3 separate regions of the Gossypium hirsutum genome follow, and regions 1 and 3 are each linked to region 2. Evidence: chromatin contacts called from public Hi-C data. All regions are on one chromosome and are shown on one strand. The core of a region is the stretch at or near the end of the contact, and the rest is flanking DNA. Distances in the headings are between cores, read along the strand shown.

The links. Hi-C and Micro-C count contacts between places; a contact is called where the count stands out from the background.
Region 1: a contact with region 2 is called in a Hi-C map of leaf, with 4 times the contacts expected there. The contact joins the enhancer-like site here to the promoter of LOC107915400 in region 2. A contact is called at or near these places in 7 of 34 Hi-C or Micro-C datasets (anther, callus, leaf and 1 more).
Region 3: a Hi-C map of leaf shows a contact between it and region 2, with 3 times the contacts expected there. The contact joins the promoter of LOC107914648 here to the promoter of LOC107915400 in region 2. A contact is called at or near these places in 7 of 34 Hi-C or Micro-C datasets (hypocotyl, leaf, petal and 1 more).

What each region holds. Positions count from the first base shown.
Region 1 is chrD10:22,985,505-22,988,248 of Gossypium_hirsutum_v2.1, reverse strand. No RefSeq gene overlaps it. Among protein-coding and RNA genes, the nearest start is that of LOC107914648, 47 kb to the left of the region's middle. Within about 2 kb of position 1,353, at least 9 of the 9 cell types and tissues checked have an H3K27ac peak or open chromatin away from gene starts, as enhancers often do. A contact at or near this core is called in leaf, where this site is marked.
Region 2 is chrD10:22,645,750-22,648,667 of Gossypium_hirsutum_v2.1, reverse strand. It overlaps LOC107915400 (60S ribosomal protein L38), which reads left to right and starts at 1,520. Exons shown (of 3, transcript XM_041102213.1): 1 at 1,520-1,754; 2 at 2,548-2,731; 3 at 2,850-2,918. The coding sequence starts at 1,752. The coding sequence ends at 2,872.
Region 3 is chrD10:23,032,729-23,035,789 of Gossypium_hirsutum_v2.1, reverse strand. LOC107914648 (probable transcription factor PosF21) reads right to left here and starts at 1,440. Exons shown (of 5, transcript XM_016843619.2): 1 at 210-1,440. The coding sequence starts at 847.

The sequences.
Region 1 (2,744 bases), core at 104-2,603, 340 kb before region 2:
AATGGAAATTTTACCGAAGAAAATAAACCCCTCAAGCTTTGCAAATTTTGTAATTTGGTGCTTCCACATACTTGCACAAGGAAGCAGCAAAAAATAAAATAATTAAATTGATAGCTAATCCATTCTCCACTTTCATCATCTCTATCCCATTGTTGATCCCTAACCTTGCATCTCCATCCACCACGCAACCCATTGCCCATTACCATCATCACCATCACTCACTAACCCTCAAACGTACATATAATAAAGATTAGTTTAACAATGTTTTTAAAAAATACTATAAAAAATGTTTTTGAGAAGTATTTTTAAAAAGTTTAGTTTAAAATTTAAGTATTTTTAAAAATTATTTTTGACAAATAAAATGTATATTTTAAACATAGTAATAATATTATCAAATAATAAATATACATTTAAATAATGTTTAAATTAATTAATATTATTATATTTTAATAAGAATATAAAAATAATTTATTATAACTTCTTGTTATTATTTTAATATATAAAATATAAAATTTAAATATTTTTAGATAATAAATATTAATTATTTATAAAATTTAATTACAATATATAAACTATACTTTAAATATTTAAATATAACCATTAAATATTTGTAATTAGATGTTAACACATTTTTATTATTTAAAAAAATAATTTTTTTATTTTTAGGGTTTAGGATAACACATTTGTAATTAAGTATCAAAGAATAAAAAAAATACTATATTATTAGAGGGATAAAAAATAATTAAGTGTCAAAAATATTTTTAAGAGATGATTTTCAACAAAAAAAATAATTTATTTAGCACAACTTTTTTAAAAAAATATTTTTTAAACAGAAAAAAAAAGCCCTAAATCATTTTACTCACACACCACACATTCTTAAATCACCCTAAAAAGCACAACCAAAGAACCTTCCAGCGCCAGAATAGAGGAGAAAGAACTTGCAAAAACCACGGAGAGAATCATGGACTAAAAAGAGAAAGCAACTGAAAAAACCACGAAGAGAATAAGAGACCCGAAAAAAAGATAGACGGAGTGAGGAGTTGACCGGAGATCGGCCGGCGGCTCCAACGGAGAAGACCACTGGAAGAACGAGCGTCAACGGTGCAACAACAGCGGCCATTCAGAAGCAGTAGTGTTCGTGGAAAACCAGTCAGAGAAGAAAGGGAAGAGAGTCGATTACCGGCTGCCTGAACGGAAACAGGATTTGCCGGAGGTGCTGGTTGTGGCGGCGGCAGCTTGAAGGCTGTTGGAAATGAAATAAAAAATACAGGAGTGCCATTAGGTGCAAAATGCACCGTTTTGGGGTTTGAACAATCGATCCGTTTGGAGCTCCATTGTAGTGGCTGACCCGTAAGCTGAACCGGCTCAGCTGAGACAGACCTGGTCCAGTTCTCTCACATGGCCCATTGCGACTACGTAGCCCTGAATTGAATTTTCCTTGGGCCTTTAATCCTTGTTGAGCCTTCAGGCTATTGGGTATTACATTATATTATGTTATGTTATTATGTTTATTCCATTTTAACGTGACTCAAATATTTCAGTTGCTGCGAGTACTATTACTATATACTCAGATATGGTGTGCATGTGCGTATTTAATATTGTTGACTTCATGCGATTTTAATTATTTTTTTTCTACATGCATTCTTGAAATGTTTTTAAATAATTTTTAAATAATAAGATAATTAATTTGGTCAATGATTTTTTTTGACACGTCGGGTCGGATTTTATTGATGCATTAATAATCGGATGTCTTTTTTCAAACCGAGTAAATTAATGAGTTTTGCTTCTTATTTTAAAAAATACTGAAAGTTATTTTTATTTTAAAAAATTATTGCACTTAGAAAATAAATCCTTTTTGTTATCGGTTATAATTAGAGAAATTATTTGATATAGGAGTTTTTAGATTTCACGAAGAGGGATAGGGGTTAATAAGTGTCTTATAAGATATAGTAAGATATTAAGAAAAGAGACACATAATAATTTTTTAAAGATATTTAAGTATATTGTCAGTGTACTAAATATTAACTATAATTAAATATTAGAATTTAAACTTTTAATATTTCAAAATTATCTTTTTGAAAAAGTATAAAACGACTAGGTAACCGATTGATTTTAACTAAAATGTTCATAAATCTTTAAATATCATCAAATTGATTTTTAATTATAATGGAAAATTGGTTACGATGGTGACCATGTCTCGATGAATATAAATGATTAGTTCTTTATATCCAGTGTTGCAAAATATACAGGCAGATAAGTTGAAAGGTAAAGATGATAGTGAAGAGAAGAAACCGATAGATGAAAAACTTTGCAGCTTGATGTTGACAAATGCAGATTGGTGATGAACAACGATGATGACAGCCAAGAGTGTATATTTGTCGGCCACTCTGTTGCAAGAGCTTTCACATGGATTTAGTCATGATGAGATTGCATCCAACTGCCCCTTGGGTGGCAAGTGCCGACTATAGTAAGCAAGTTGGGTTCTTCGGCCCCATGCTTCATGCAATATCTGGATTGAGTCATCCAATTAATTAATCTATCATGAAACATTTAGTGTGTGGAATTATCTCATGGATGATTGATGCTAAGATTTTAGCTTTTCAAGTATACTTGAAACACTTGCACGAGCTCGAATACTCTATGCTTCCTCACCACTTTTGTTAATCATTAACTTATAAAATCATTTGAAATTTAAGTTACTAGGTACGTGTTGGACCAACTAAGCATCCCACTATCTGGTGTTT
Region 2 (2,918 bases), core at 271-2,770:
GAGCAAACTGTTATAGTCTCAACTCATGTTACTTTCCTTGAAAAAAGCTACATGAATGACTTCAAACCTCGAAGTAAAGAGGTACTCGAGGAGCTTTTGGGAAATATACAAAACCCTACGGAAATGGTTTCAAAACCAACTCTTAATAGTAGACCTACAAACAATCAGTAGCATAGGGAGTCTAGTTGTAGTGGGAGGGTCTCTCGTAGGCCTAAGTTCTTCTAATCTGGCAGAAGTGTTCTTAACACTGAGTCTATCGAGCAGGAAGATGATGACCCACTCACATATGACAAAGCAATGTAGAATGCTGATTCCAAGCTCTGGGAAATAACTATGAAAGCTGAGATAGACTTAATGTATTCCAACTCAGTGTGGGAACTTATAAACTTACCGAAATGGATAAAACCCGTAGGGGTAAGTGGATCTACAAGAAGAAAAAAAGTACGAATGGAAAAGTGGAAACTTATAAGGCCAGATTTGTAGTAAAAGGTTATACTCAGAAAGAAGGCATTGATTACGAAGAAACCTTCTCTTCGATTGCCATACTCAAGTTAATCCATATATTACTATTCATTGCGACGACTCTTGATTACGAGATCTAGCAAATGGATGTCAAGACAACGTTTTTGAACGGCTATCTTGAAGAGAGTATCTACATTATGCAACCCACCGAATATATAGCTAAAGAAAATGAGCATAAAGTTTGCAAACTACTTAGATCCATATATGAACTTAAACAAGCGTCCTACTCATAGAATCAAAGATTTGATCAAGCAATCAAGACTTTTGGATTTGAGCAAAATGTAGATAAACATTTAAGGAATGAAAAAGTGGTCTTTCTCATTCTATATTTCGATGATATTCTACTCATTCGGAATGATGTAGGAACATTGTCATCGGTTAAACTATAGTTAACCCCCCAACAGTTTAGCATGAAGGATTTGGAAGAAGTTAATTTCATTTTAGGTATTCGAATCCTAAGAGATTGAAAGAACAAAGTGATAGCACTGTCTCAGGCTTTATACATAGACAAGATATTGGACGTTATTTAATGAGCGATTCGAGGAAGGGAAATCAACCTTTCGTATCAGGATTTCATCTCTCTCTAGAGGATTGTCCTAAGACAGCGGAAGAAAAAAAGAACATGAAAAAGTTTCCTTATGCTTCGTAAAAAAACTTAAACAAAGAAAAGTAAAAAAAAATTAATATTTTTAATGTAATGTTTATTATTATGTTTTTAATTTAGTGTTGTTATTATTATTTTTTAACTAAGGAAAAAAATATCATGGATTTTTTTATATTTTAAACATATCTGAAAAAAAAAAGAATATGTATAAATTTGATTAACCACTTAAATTAATTAAATTAATCCTGTGATTAAAAATTTTTAAATTTCAATTATAATTGAATTCGAGTATTCACTGTGTGTATATTTTACCAATCCCTATTCAATATTGATTCGATTGGATGTTGAATTTTTAGTATAAAGGGCCTTCTAGGCCCATAATAAGGTCATTTCTGTTACGCAAAAGATCCCGTCCAAGTCCAGCAGCAGGATAGGAGATTCGGACTCTTAATAACAAAACCACTTAAACAAGGGTAAAACGGGTAACAAAGTAAACTATTTTTAGGGTTTTCCTTCAACGCCTCCATATAATCAAATAACGAAGAAACACAAGGTTGGACTGCGAGCTTTGAATTTTAGGTGTTCCTGCAGAGTGAGGAAGCTCCCCTGAAAACTTCAGTTGAAAATGGTAAAATAAAGCCTCTTTCCCTCTCCATGTATTTCATTAGATCTCCGAGTCTGATTTTTTTTTCATGGTCAATGCCACTTTCTTAATGATGATTGTTTGTTCTTCAGATCCTCTTTTACCTGTAATCGTTTCATTATTTTCTCTGTTGTTGGCTTGCTTTTTTTTTTCTTTCGTTTATGTTCTTAGTGAAGATGGGTTGAAATTTGGTTTGGTTTAAAAGATTTTGAGAAATAGTTTGGGTTCTGTATTTTAGGAGACATGTGAAAGATGTGAGCTTTTCCTTAGATTATAGTTTTATGGATTGTGAAACTTTGGTAAATGGTTGTGCATTCAATGTATGTATTTTCTCTTTCTGTTTCATTGGAATATTTTCAATGAGGTACTTTGCCCTTGGTTTGCTTGAAAATATTGCTATTAATTGCATTGAGGTGATGAGTTTTTTCTTCTTCTTTATTTTTATTTTTATTTTTTATTTTTTTGTATCTTTTGATCTCAGTGTCAACTCGAGTCGTGAGATTAACTCATTTAATGCTGGGCTGGTCTGGTTTGATAAATGATTGTTTAAAAGTTTGGACTAAATTGCTGCTTAACAAACTTAGCTGAAATACTTGGAATGTTGGAATGTTTGGTTAGCATGAATGTCCAGTTTTTATTTATTTATTTCCAGTAGTCCTAGTTTGTGTTTTCCTTGTGTTCGAGCAGTTAATTGACCTGTCGATGATGGTCTTTAGGCTTTTAATATCATGTTTTCTGGTTCTGCTTTATTTCCTAAGATTTGTATTCTGATGCACAGCCTAAGCAAATTCATGAGATCAAGGACTTCCTTCTCACTGCTAGAAGGAAAGATGCTCCCTCTGTAAAAATCAAGAAAAGCAGAGATGTTGTAAAGTTCAAGGTCCGCTGCTCCAAGTACTTGTACACCCTTTGCGTGTCTGATGCTGAGAAGGCCGACAAGTTGAAGCAGTCTCTTCCTCCAGGTAATTCATGATGGAGGAGCCTCTTTTACATTCTTGTTTTTATTGAACCTATGTCCATATTTGAAATTACTTTCCCGTTACTTATACATCTTTACCGTCATTGTTTTCATGTTTGCAGGTTTGAGCGTCCAAGACTTGTGAAATTACAACTGCCCTTAGCTTCTACTAGGCAATGAAAACTAGATTT
Region 3 (3,061 bases), core at 191-2,690, 390 kb before region 2:
AACACGCAACACACCCATATCTCTATGTCCAGTCAAGAGTTCGATCACACCTACAATCCAAAATCTAAAAGCCAAACTCATAAAAAGAAAACTACAGGAAAAGAATAAAATCCCAACCTACATTTATCATGAATCTTTTTAACTTAATTCATAATCAAATACTTAGCATATCAAAGAAATTGAAATGAATAAAAATAAAAAATAAGAACCTCTTAGCACGCTTGGGATCAATAAGAGCAAGCTCAGCAAGGTTAGCAGCGGACATAGCTTTCTTAGAATCAGAAGGTGAAACCTCTTCCGAACCAGACATAAGCATTTCCGGCTTAATACTCGTCGAGCCATCCATCGACTGGCTATGTTGATGCCTTACTCTAGGCTTCATTGAAGACCCAATACCATTACTAATATTTTCCCCAGACGACAAACCCGACTTCGCTGGGACAGCCACCGGAGCAGCCGCTTCGGACGACTCGCCAACCTGACACGTGGAGGTGGCAGAAGAAGAATTGAACTTATCCATATCGAGATACATAGAAAACAAATCCTCCTCTGCTTCGTCCGAATACGAAGGCCCGTCGGCTGCCCCGACGATGCCGGTATCACTGTCGAAGCTAATATCATCAGGAAGAGTAAGTATTTCGGAATGGGCACGGCGGTGGCCTAATTTCTTTGGTGGATTATCAGGCATTTTCCTAATATCATGACTGAAATGATTGTTTTCCGAAGTTTGACCGAAACTACCCGTTTCGGTTTTCGGATTGAAATTGTTTGGAGCAATTCCAGAAGATGAAAAACCCGAAAATCGACCTGACGGTGGCAGTAAGCCAGGGGATTTATCCTTTTCCATTTGAGGAAAAATATAATATTGCCAGATTTTTTTCCTAAAAAAAGGAACTAAAATTCAAGTCTAATCTTTAGATTTTCCGAAGTAAAACCCAAAGGAGAACAAAGATCAAATACTACAGGGGGGGGGAATAAGTGTAAAAACAAATGGAAATAGCAATTAAAAGGGAAATACGTAAAAATAAAGTAAAAACAGACTAAGAAATTTGTTTAGAAAATGAAAAAGGAATATTTTGAGGGAAAAAAGAAATCCAACTCAAGATCTTCAAACTAAATGAAGGAAAAGAAGAAATCAGTTAAAATACAGGAAAAGAAAATGGGTGGAACGGACGACCAGCTTTTTACATAAAAGGAATCAAATTGAAGGAAATCAATAATATGGCCGGAAAGGAACAGGAAGGAAAATACATTTCCTAGAGAATGAGAGATCTGAGAGACTTGACTCTTAGTTGATAAATTTCCTGCCATTTTTATTAACAGTTGCTGGCTGAAATTAGTGTTCGATGTATTGTACATTTCGGACAGAAAATATCCTGAACAAAGTACACAATTACTAGGGTGTCCTGAGGTACAATGTTGTTTATGCTGGGGAAAACTGTTGCCGAGTGTGGATGTTGAATTAGATAAGCGCGGGTAAATATTAAAAAATGGGACTTATTTGGGTGTGATTAGTGTGTACATATGAGCAATTGAGCATGATCCTTTGGGATTAGATACGCCCCAAAAATTTTAATTCAAGTATTGCATATGATATTTAATTCTGTATAACGTATACTAGGTTTATGTCACATTCCTAACTATTATACTTATTAAAATTTTGGTTGAACTTTAATGTAAGTTTTTGTATAGTTGATTTTAGTTTTTTATTATTTAAATAAATATTTTAATTTTTTATGTTTGAAAAGTTAACATTTTAGTTCCTACACATTTAACTTTTCTGTTAATGGTATATCGTGGCTTAACGGTAGTTTATGTGGCATTAAATCAAATTAATAGGCTTATTAGTCTTAAAAACGAATAGAAGAATATGGTTTAATGGTGACCGATGTGGACCAAACTATGAATAATTTAAACACAACAATTATGTACAAAAAAACAAATAGAACCAAGCAAAATCAATTTTTCACTTCTACTCATTCTTGTTTAGCTTTTTAATTTAATTTGATAATTGATTTAATGCAACATCATTCCATTAACGACAAGGTTAACGTGCAATGACTAAAATGTCTATATTTCATGTTGGAAAATATGGATATTACATATATAATAAGGGTAATTACATGTTATTATTTACTTTAGTCCAAATTAAAAGCGATCTAATTTGGTTATGGTTTATTGGGCTTTAATTATTAAATAAAGTATGAGTCAAATATGTGTAGATACTCTAGTAACTAATTTCTAAGTGATGATGAGCTGATTAGATATTAAGGTTATAGTCCCCAAATTACACACAATGTAACTTTTCTAGTATTCCATCTTTAGAATAGAGAGAGACACCTTCTCTACATTACTTGTGTGTTAATTTGGAAGATCAAAACCTCAAGATCCGTAGATTTTAAGAAATCGATGAATTCAAGTACACTTTCGCATCTAGTTTTGTTCTTGATTTGTTCTTGATGATTTGACATGACAGATCCTGGTTTACAGTTCTAATTTTATATTAGATATTATTTATGATTCTAACAAGTGGCATCCGAGCCTCGTCATGTTGAATCATTGAGAACGAATTGATTTTCTCTATTATTTTTTGATTGGTTTATTTTTCAAATTTTATGAATTTAATATTTCGATTAATATTTTAGGGTTTGAAATAGACATTGGGCAAGTGATGATGTTTATGAGGATTTATGTTGAAATTTTAGGGTTTTAAATTTTTTTTTATGAATTTGGTTTTTGAGGAAATTGTTGTGTGAATCAAATTATAGTTTATTTATATTTTTAGAATTAAAGTTTTGTTAAAAGTCGATGTTGATGTTTGCGTTTCATTATGAACCCATGTACATTGATTTTCCTTTAACTAATTATGCGTCTATTTTTTTTTAGAAAAGGAAAGTATGTTGAAAAAGGATTTTTTTTTTATTCTCGAATCAGGGTAAATTTTTAAAGACTTATGTTTTACACCTTAACGCAATTAAATTCTGCTAATATTCGAATTGAAGCCCGGTAATTGAATTTCAATTATGAATAAATCATCTATGTTTCAACAGTGTTGCTTTGG